Linked DNA regions of Mus musculus: region 1 is linked to region 2. A link is a contact called in public promoter capture Hi-C data. All regions are on one chromosome and are shown on one strand. The core of a region is the stretch at or near the end of the contact, and the rest is flanking DNA. Distances in the headings are between cores, read along the strand shown.

Evidence for each region. Promoter capture Hi-C pulls out the DNA fragments that hold promoters and counts their contacts.
Region 1: a promoter capture Hi-C map of embryonic stem cells shows a contact between it and region 2, with 4 times the contacts expected there. The contact joins the promoter of Neil3 here to the promoter of 1190028D05Rik in region 2. A contact is called at or near these places in 2 of 39 promoter capture datasets (embryonic stem cells and hippocampal neurons) and 1 of 115 datasets of contacts at active chromatin or transcription factors (embryonic stem cells).

Annotation. Positions count from the first base shown.
Region 1 is chr8:53,637,676-53,643,202 of GRCm38.p6, forward strand. Neil3 (nei like 3 (E. coli)) reads right to left here and starts at 1,390. Exons shown (of 10, transcript NM_146208.2): 1 at 1,081-1,390. The coding sequence starts at 1,236.
Region 2 is chr8:52,353,749-52,359,485 of GRCm38.p6, forward strand. It overlaps 1190028D05Rik (RIKEN cDNA 1190028D05 gene), which reads left to right and starts at 2,863. Exons shown (of 4, transcript NR_151738.1): 1 at 2,863-3,058; 2 at 4,892-4,997.

The DNA.
Region 1 (5,527 bases), core at 140-2,639, 1.3 Mb after region 2:
TACCCTTTACTGAATGGCCATGTATTTTCCCAGCTACAACATAAAGACAAATGTATTTTCACCCTCCTGTACTTTGAGAGTATGCAAAATTTTGCTGAATGAGTGATCTTCGTCAAAACTAATACTTTAGAGAAACCATTAGCATAGATCTCTATAGTACTCTGAAATAATTTCGAGAAACATAATTTTTTAAAAAGTACAGAGCACTTGTTGACACACCAAGTCAAAATAAATAAAAGCATAACTGTTAAAAGATCCAAACCTTTTTTTTTTTCCTCCCTCAGCTTGAAAATACATCTTCCTTGTTTCTTTCAAGTTGGGAGCATATGCTAATTGCATAACAGACAACTTCTTTCCTAGACCAAAGGCTATGAGGGAGCTTTGCAGGAGAAATTGAAGAACAGCACAATATTGCATGTATCCATGAAATACAATTAACCACACATCTAAAGGGCCTTAAAAGCCTGGTCGTTTAATCAGAATATTTTTAGTATAGTTCTAAGTTCTTACCAAATGACTATCCAGCCATCAGCAATGTATGCCTGAGTGGCAAACTGTGCTACGATTTGCTTTCAAAAGAAATAAATTCACTTAAGGAAACCAGAACTAGCTTTTACTGCCCCTTCATTAGATGGCAATATTCAGCTGAGTGAGATGTTCGTGCTAAATTTTCCATGTGCAACGTTAGAATTATATACTACTGATCAACTGCAGAATTTGGGGCTGGAAAAGGGCTAAAAGTCTATGTTACGAGTTCAGTCTTACAACGTGGAAAGAAAAACATACCAGACTTCGCACAAATCCGATGATAACGTCAGTGAATGTAGACGGTAAACAGCAGAAAGCATCTTTTGCTGACTGCCTGTTAACAGGGTTGGAACAAAACGCCTTCGGTGGATCTAGCACTGGCACTGTTAGACAGCTGCTAGAGCTAAGACTCACTTCTCAGGTTAAATAAATGTCGGGAAACACAGGCTCTAGGTCTTGGGAACCAGAGTAGATTGGGGATCCCAGAACCTGGGTGGTGTTTTTACTCCACTTCCCGCTGCAGCTTCCAAGCAGGACACAGGACTGACTTACCGAGGTAGCGACATCAGCCAGGGAGGCGGCAGGGGACATGGCAGGGCCCAGGAGGCTCTGCAGAGCTGTGCCCCGCACACCAGTCACCGCCTGCCCCGGTAGCACTCGTGCCCGGATCTTCTCTCCATTCAGTGTACACCCTGGCCCTTCCACCATCTCTGTAGCCCGCCCGGAACCCCTGCTAGTTGCAAGGCCTGACTGGAAAACAACCAGGCAACTTCACTTTCCTGCTGACCCACACTGGGCGGGAAGTTCAAATCTCCCGCGCGCCCCGCCCCGCCCAGCCTAGGCTTGCCCACCAGCAAACCCCGCCCATCTGCGGCCAGGCCACGCCTAGGTGGTGCGGACTCTGCTCTGGGATCCAGGCAGCCCACAGAACTCAGGGCTCTGCAGGTCTCACACTTGTGTCATCGGTATTTCCTGAGCCAGTGCACAGTGAAAGGAGTCACAGAACCCGGCTCAGTGTAAAAACTCAGGAAACTGGGAGTTGAAGACTAAAAACTACGTTCGAACTACTCAGCCCATACTTTTTGAGCTGAAATCGATCACATTAAAACAACGTCAAGTTTGCGGTTTCATAAAAGCCCAGCACTGTACTGAAGTAAAAGTGGAAAACTAAATGTGGAGATTTGTCTAGTTGGCTTTCCAGTGTAGGATGATGAATGGTTACATTTGTCTACATCAGACTCGGGACTGTCTGGACTCTATATTCTGTTAACTAAAATTCATTTCTGATCTCTGTCCTTTGATGGAGAAAAGTCTGAAATAGCCCTTTCCCTTTCACCTCTGTATTGTTTATTGCTATCTAAAGAATGACATCATTTATTATTTAGAAATTTCTGTGAGTTAGAAGTTGGCAAAGTCCAGCTGGGTGGTTCTGGCTCCCCAGTTCTCTAAAAGTTACAAGGTAGGTTTGGTTGTAGCTAGGGGATCCTCTTTCAAGAGGTTCATTTACATGGGCTGGTAGCAAGAGGTCTTATAGTTCTGGCCATAGACCTGCTTAGCTGTGCTCTAGGTGTGATTGCAGATCACACCAGAGGAAGAACACAATTGCAATACAACTTATTACCTAGCAGCTGTTGTAACCTGTGAGTTACAATCCCTTTGCGGGAGTCAAATGATGCTTTCACAGGGGTCACTTAAGATCATTGGAAAACACAAATATTTACATTATAATTCATAACAGTAATTACTGTTAAGTAGTAACAACTTCCGTGTGAACAGTAATTCTTGCAGTAATTCTTTGTTTGTTTGTTTGGCTTTTTTTTTTTTTTTTTTTTTTTTGGAGACGGTTTCTCTGTATAGACCTGACTGTCCTGGAACTCACTCTGTAGACCAGACTGGCCTTGAACTCAGAAATCTGCCTGCCTCTGTCTCCCAAGTGCTGGGATTAAAGGCATGTGCCACCACTGCCCGCTCTAAAATCTACTTGCAACATTTAAATGACTGGGATTTTGTGATGTTTTCGATAAAAACATCTCCCATAGTCCTGGATGGAGTAGCATTATTAGGAGGTATGGCCTTGATGGAGGAGATGTAGTCTTACTGGAGAAAGTCTGTCACTGTGGAGTAGGCGTTTAGAGGTTTCAAATGCTCAACCTACGCCCGGTGTGAAACACATCCAGTCTCCTACTTGACTGCCTTCAGATCAAGATTTAGAACTCTTGGCTCCTCCGACACTATATATGCTTGCACACCTGCCATGCTTCCCGATATGAATCATCATGGACTGAACCTCTGAAACTGTAAGCCTGCTCCAATTAAACATTTTCCCTTGTAAGAGTTGCCTCTGTCGTGCATTTTCACAGCAATAAAACCCTAAGACATTGGCTCAACATGATGTCTCAGAGAGTAAAGGCACTTGCCACCAAGCCTGCTGACCTCAATTCCATGCCTCAAACCTACCTAGGAAAATCAACTCCTATAAGGTGTCCTCTGATCTGCACATGTGACTGTTGCACTGTGGAACAAACTAGTCCTCAGATACACACATACACACACACACACACACACACACACACACAAAGTAGGTTTAGAAGATATTAGAATACTAATTATTATCATTGAGCCTGATATCTTTACTAAATTTTTCTTCCTACCTTTATATGTGTCAAATATGTAATCTCATCATTTGTGTTACGATATAGAAGGAATCCCTCACTTGATATAGTCATCTGGTCTATACCCCCAGAAGTGTCAGGTAAGTTTAAGATTCTTTATAAATATCTAGTCCTACATATTTTGTATTTTGCTTCCAAAAAAATTGATGGAGATGCTTTTGTATAAATATTGCTTATTATTCTGAATTTTGGAAAAACTCTGTAAATTCCAGGAATTTAGTTCCATTTTCTTTTCCTAGAATAGACTTTTTGCTTCCTGTGTCTTCTTTTTTGTAGTAATTCCAAAGTTTTATCCACCTATATGTCTATCTATCAACTATCTATCTATCTATCTATCTATCTATCTACCTACCTACCTATCTATCTAGTCAGAGGACTAGAACCAATAGTGCACCTATATCAAAAGCGAATTGATTAAATTGGCTTACACAATTCAGAATGAAACACCCCCCTCCCCCTATTGTAATCCAGCAATAGCTGCCTTCACACTGGAGAGACCAAGAGCCCTTTAGTTTCTCAGACCACATGAGGCCAGATATTTCAGCAGTCCTAATCTGACACTGAAGACCTGGAGAGAGTCACTGGTTTAGAGTCTGAATTCAGAGCCCAAAGAAGCTGGGTTCTGATGTCAATGAAGATAATGTCACTTCAGCAGCAGCAGTGGCAATGACAGTGTTTTAGTAGATGAACAAGACCTAAAAGCAAGCTGTAAACAAGCAAAAGCTTGTCTCTTGGACTTTCCTATATCTGGGCCACTGGAAGATATTGTGTACATGTATGGTCAAAAAACCTAATTGAAAGAAAAAAAAATCACCAGGTATTTCAAAAGGCTTATCTCATGGGCCACTCTAAATCTTGTCAAGCTGACAATAGTAACCATCTATTTTTCTGAAATGGGACTGTAATATATCGCCCAGATTGGCCCCAGTCTGTTAATGATGCTGCCTTAAGTCCTCTTTAGTGTTACATTCATTCACCATAAATGCCTGGGAATACTCTAATGGTTTCCTTTTTACTGTTTTAAAACCTTCCTTTCCATCATAGTTCAATGAAACCCCCCTTGAATTTTAAAAAATAGTTAAATGCTCTCTTCTTGAAATCTTTCCAGATATAGTTAGAATGTCTCTTGTGTTATGTAGTTGGTCCTTCCAAGGATTCACCAAAACATCTTTATATATATTTGTATATACAGTGGACGTTCATAAGAATAGATTCTCATCCCTTGATTGACAAGTGAATATCCTGTTCATACTTTTGTTTGTCATAGCCCTAGGATACTCTTTGGCACAAAATAGACATTCAACTAATATGAAATTTAAAACCATTTGGATTTATTTCCCTAAGTACCTTTTCTGTTAGCTACATATATTTTAATGTATTTAATATTATTTGTTTGAAGGGAATTTTAATATTTTCAGAAGCTATTTCTAATATAACTGTTATTGGAATTAGATAATACATAAAATTATTCTTTAATATACTTGCCTTATTAAGGTAGCAAACTAGTAATGTTGGCTTATTCCATCTTCACAATAACCTTGTAACATAATCAGAATAGGTATCATTAGTATTTTACACATTAGGAAATTGATTATGATGATTAATTTTGATTGTTCATTTCATTGGATTAAGAATTGCCTAAGAGATTAGGAACATTCATGTCTAAATATGTCTGTGAGGGCTACTTCCTGATCCTGGGACACTGATATAATCAATAGCTTAATTCATTATTACATTCAAAATTTAATAGACTATCAGGAAGTGATGGAGCTATATAAAGTAGGGTCTGATTAAAGAGTAGTAGGTAGTAAGTCACAGAGAGTTTGTCTTCCAAGGTATGTCTTGCTCTGGTCAGCTCTTGGCTCCATACCGCTTCTTGTGATATCATCTAACATGCCTCTTCCACACACTATTGCTACCATGATGTTCTTTCTGTTCAAGCACGAGGTCAAGCAACCATGGATTTGGACACTTTAAAGCAAAGAGAATGGAAGGCTTGAGAAACGGTTCAGTGCTTAAGAGAAATTGTTGCTCTTGTGGAAGACCCAGCTCTGTTTCCCAGCACCCACATGGAAGCTCACATAACCCTACTTCCAGATATGATCCTCCTTTCCGACCTCCTTGGGCAGCAGGCATTCATACCTTGTACATGCATACATGCAGGTAAAACACTCATACACATATGATAAAATGAATAAACTTATTTAATAACTTTAAACTATGAGCCAAAACAAATTCACCATCTCCCAAGTGTTTTGTCAGGTATGTATCCTGCCTACACAAAATGTAACTAATGCATACAGGGACAAATACAGAAACAGAAATTG
Region 2 (5,737 bases), core at 1,613-4,112:
CAAAGTAATGCATTTTTAACACAGATAGTTAAATATTTCACATTACGAAGCTGTTGCTTAATTTCATAGATTAAAAATCCATGACCTTTATTTCCTTTGGCTGCAAGAAGGGTCAAAGCTGCAGAGTTAAGTGTAAACATAATTGCCGGAATTCCTTCAGATAGATCTTCAATGAAATGTTCTTAAATTTGTCAGAGGATAATGTAAATGATTTAGAATAACACCTCTACTTGTTAACATATATTACACAGTAATACCTTGGTGCCCATTCAAGCCTTTTGACATTTTGAAATACTCAAGGAGATAAAGATAACACAGTATTCAAAGATTTATTATGCTTCCCTTATGAAATTTTCTCAAGGTAATTGAAAGCCATATAATAATCTCAAAGAAATTAGTTTATATATTTACTTCATCAATAAACAGATATTTTGATTCTACTTCTGTAACTAGTAAATTAATTTGATTTTTATTATTGATGTAATAAGTATAAAATGACAAATATTTTGTGTAGACACTGGGTAAAACAATGTTAGTTATCTAATTTTAGTTAAGGCTTAATGTTCACAGATATATTTCTAATGTTTATATTGGTCTTTCATCACAGTCCAGCCACATATGCTTACTCCATTCTCCCTTCTATATACTTCTCAAAACATTTGAAATTTCTTTTTAAAACATATAGAGAACATTATAGAAAAACAACAAACAAGAAGAAGAGATCATGTTTTGTCCACTCCCAACTGGTACATCTGCATCTAAGGCTCAGTAAGGTAGAGAGATGGTAAGTACGAGAGGAATAGTAAGTTTCCTTGAGATAGTGCGTCCTAGAAATGAGAGGCTATACACTTGAAGTGTGCCTGACTAAACAATACCTGAATGACACCACCTCCAATACATACGCTAATATGGACAAATTCTGGGAGATTCATTCCTTCTCTAAGGAAGGCAGGTAGGGGAATGCCAGGGCCAAGATGTTTGAGTGGGTGGGTAGGAGAATGGGTGGGGGAAGTTATGGGGGACTTTTGGGATAGCATTGGAAATGTAAATGAAGCTAATACCTAATAATAATAATAATTAATAATTAATAATAATAATAAAAGAATGTAGTTATTTGAACTTACACTGTCAGAGGAATAAGTGTCCAAAAAAAAGTGCCAACAATGTGTAAAATGTCCTTTCCTAGAGAAAAGTTCTCATTTGATTACCTAATACCAAGTGATCAGCCCTGAGATCACTTACATACAAGGAGCATATGGACTGAGTGTGATGTGGTATTTATATCTAATATACATGAATAAAATATAATACTCTATACAGAGTTTCTTAACTGATATAAAAAAAGATGGCTGTAGTTTAGGTAAAAAGGGATTGAACAGTTTCTTTTTTTACTTTATTTTTTTATTCTTTAGTCGTGTTTTTACAGTCCAGCCTTTATCGCCTTGCAGGTCCGCCCTCCCTCTGACTGCTCCACATCACATAGCTCCTTCCCCACACCCCCAGTCTCCAAGAGGATGTCCCTCACCCCCACACCCACCCCAGACCTCCTACTCCCTGGAGTCTCTTGAGGGTAAGGTGCATCTTCCTTCACTAAGTGAAGAACATGCAGTCCTGTGCTATACACAGTATAAATGTTGGGGGCATCATATAAGCTGGTATATGCTGCCTGGTTGGCCGGACAGTGTCTGAGCAATCTTGGGATACAGGTTAGATGAGGTCTTCTGATAGGGTTGCCCTCTTCCTCAGCTTCTTCCAGCTATTCCCTAATTCAACAACAGGAGTCAGCAGCTTCTGACCATTGGTTGGGTGTAAACAGCTGCATCTGACTCTTCCAGCTGCCTGTTGGGCCTTTTGGAGGGCCGTCATGCTACGATTCTTTCTGTAAGCACACCATAGCATCAGTAATAGTGTAAGGCCTTGGGACTTCGCCTTGAGCTGAAAAGGTCATCTCCTATATCAAAAGTTACAGTTGGTATAAATCTTTTTTAAAAATATTAAACACAAACATGAGCATGTATATATATATATATATATATATATCTTAAATTATTTCAATAATTTGCTTTCAAATTTTAATACTGTAGGTTTTAAAAATAGGTATAAAATATTGTAAGTGAAACTATAGTATTATTAGAATAATATATAGAGAAGGATTTAGAACAATTTGATTGACTATGTAGCCAAATGACTTACGTTGATTGCCAACTCTATTATACATTGGATGCTACTTAACCACTCCAGAGTTAGCTCACTTATGAGTAAAACTGATAGCATTATTAAGCTTTATTGAAAAAGTGTAATATAAAATCAAAATCTAGGCCTTTAGGCCCAGGCTTGAGAATGTGACCTTTGTGACTCAATGCTCCAAGGCATGCTAACCATAAAACAGATAGCAGACATTCCTCCACCCACCTGCTTCCTGGGTTTAGGGAGTGTTCCTTCAAAGAAAGTCACCTTGACTGCTCCTGGAATCTTCTATGTAAATGTGCTATTGTTAGGGGCTCAAAGAAAATGTTTTGAGAAATAACCTCACAATTATCAAGTAGTTTTCCTTATGACTCGTCACTTCCTCATGACTCTTAACTTGTATTTTTGGTATTTTCCAACAACACCCTCCCCATCTGTGAGGATCGGGTGAGGCCGCCACCCCAAGATGACACCCAGGACAGTGCCAGGTTTTATGACCAGCACCTGACTTCCTCATTATCTCAGACTTAGCCACATCTCAGCTGACTGCACTGCACAGATGCCATGCCTCCTCAGCTCGCATGAGGTGTCATCACCTACAGACTGCCTTTATGTGACTGGGGTGATTGGGAGGAGTCAGTAAGGTATTTAAGGCGCGCCCCGGGGTTGTTCAGAGGATTCCTGTTCCTGCATTGCAATGCTAAGTGTTCCTGAATAAACCTGCTTGAAGAAGGACAACATGGTGTTGCATCTTTCCTGCTGGTCCGGGTGGATGCAACAAGTGGTGGCCCATAAGGGGACTTCTGCTTCACGAGAGCGCTGTGTGTCTAGAAATTCAAGAGGTCAGGGTAGCCGGCTGGAAAGCTCCCAGGTAAGTGGGATGATTCAAGTTCTTGGTTAGAGATTTTTAGGTTCCCGGATTAGGGACTATTGAGGTTCTCCGTGTGAGAAAATTAAATTTATCCAAAAATTAAAAGAAAAGCAATTGGTTGTAGCCCCTGAGAAGGTGCAGAAGGGCAAGGTCATCCATTATTTGGGAAGCAAAATAACACAAAGATATATAACTCCACAGAAGATTCAACTTAGCACTGATCATCTAAGGACTTTAAATTATTTTTCAAAAGTTGCTAGGAGATATTCAATGGGTTAGGCCTTATCTGGGTCTAACAAATAAGCAATTTCAACCTTTTTATGACATCTTGCCAGGAGCAACAGCCCTGGATTCAAAGAGAGATCTTACAAAAGATGGAAGGGAAGCCTTAAAGTTAGTCGAGAAGGCTATTCAAATTGCTGCTTTAAAGAGGAGAGAGGTTGATCTTCATATATCATTATGTATTTTGCCATCGGAAAATCAACCTACTGGAGCCCTTTTGCAAGGGGCTCCTTTATTATGGATCCATCCTAAAATTTCCCTCACCAAAGTGTTATCCTAGTATCCTGCCTCGGTTGCCCAATTGGCTTTGCTGGGTTTATAGCAATGCGTGCAGCATTTTAGCACCCCTCATGATGAAATTATTGTACCATATGATAGTAGACAAGTTGAAATGTTGTCTGCCACTGTAGATGACTGGGCAGTTTTAAGTTGCAGTTTTGTAGGCAAGATAGATAATCATTTTCCCAAAAATCCTATTTTGTAGCTTACCCTGTAATTTTCCCTGTGATTACCTCTCGATTACCATTGAAAGGGGCTCCTCTAATTTTTCCAGATGGATCAAAGTCAGGATGCAGAGCCTATTTAGTTCAAGGCTCTGCACCTATAGTTTTACAATTCACCCCTGCCTCACCGCAAGTTATAGAATTACAGATTGTGATTAAAGTTTTTGAATTGTATTCTGAATCCTTTAATTTAATATCAGATAGTCAATATGTGATTAATGCTCTTGCTATCTTGGAGGTGGTTGGTAGGGTGAATCTTAGGTCCAGCATTGGGGACTTATTAAGTAAATTACAAAATTTGCTATTGCATAGATCCTCCCCCTTCTTTGTTCAGCATATCTGAGGTCACACTGTGTTACCATGTCCATTGGCTGAGGGTAATGACATAGTGGATAAGAAAGCACAAGCTGCTGTATTTCAGGCATGTCCTGCCCTTGACCTTGCTCATGATTTTCATTCTAAATTTCATGTAAATTCTAACACATTAGCCTCTCGCTTTGGGATCACCCGAGCAGAGTCCAGGGAGATTGTTCAAGGCCTGTCAGGTCTGTGTTCCTTTATTGCCTCAACCCTCCTTTGGAGTTAACCCACGAGGGTTACACCCACTACACATTTGGCAGATGGGTATAACTCATTTTGCTGAATTTAGAAAATTACAGTTTGTTCATGTTTCAATTGATATTGCCTCTGGAGTCATTTTTTCTTCTTTGCATGCTGGAGAAAAGGCCCGTCCTGTCATAGCTCATTGCTTTGAAGCATGGGGAGCTTGGGGTCAACCCAAAGAATTAAAAACTGATAATGGACCTGCTTATACTTCCAGTGCTTTTGTTGGCTTTTGTGGGATGATGGGAGTTCATCTTGTACATAGTGTTCCCTGTGGCCCTCAGTGGCAGGGAATGGTTGGACATGCTCATCGTACCTTAAAACAATGCTTGATGGAATGAAGGGGGGGAGTTGCCCTAGGGGCGACTCCCTGGAAGCACCTTTCTATAGTCCGTATTTACTCTTAATTTTTAAAATAAAGATACATTTGATTGTACTGTTGCAGAGAGATTCAGTAATCCTGATGCATCTCAGAAGGGAACTATTAAGTCGAAGGATGTGTTGGATGGCCAATGGCATGGACCAGATCCAGTGTTGGTGTCAGCAAGAAGGTCTGTTTGCGTGTTTCCCCAGGACTGCCACCAGCCGTTGTGGGTACCTGAACGACTGACTCGAGTGCTGATGGGTGACCAGAGATGTGATGCTGATATTCCTGGGAATACTGATGATGGTGACAGGGTGCAGGAGTGGGGAGCTAAAATGGGGCATCATGTCGGTGTTTCCGAAGCTCCTACCCTTCACCCATTCCGCTCAAGTGTTTCCTCGTTTCTTTACCTCCAATACATCTTTACAGCTACCCTTTTTACCTGATGATGAAGGAGTAGCACCAGTGACTGAACCTCTCCAGCTTGCCCTGAGAGGGGTATTATGCTTTCAGCTTATTGTAAATATTTCTCAAGATAGTATGTGTGTGCAATTGTATAATCAGATTGCTGCGTGGTTTGATAGACCTTTTTAATAGTTTAACCCGAGCTAATGCTACTTGGATCAGAGGAACTTAGCCTGCTAGCATACCCAAGGGCAATGCTAACTAACTACCCCAACCATGCTGGGCCTCATTTTGCAGAGGCGTATGAGACTCTTTGCCTCCGTGGAATGGATGTCAACCCTGGAAGGTCGCTTGGGTGGTCAAAAAGTATTTTACCTTTTCTCCATACATCAGTACCATGCATAGTCAAGCGTTTGCAGGTAATAATTGGACATATCAAAGCCCAGCACAGCGAGTGGCTAATGATCCTTTTAATGTATGGTTGTTATGTGGGGTAAATGGAAGCTGTACTGATTTGTCACC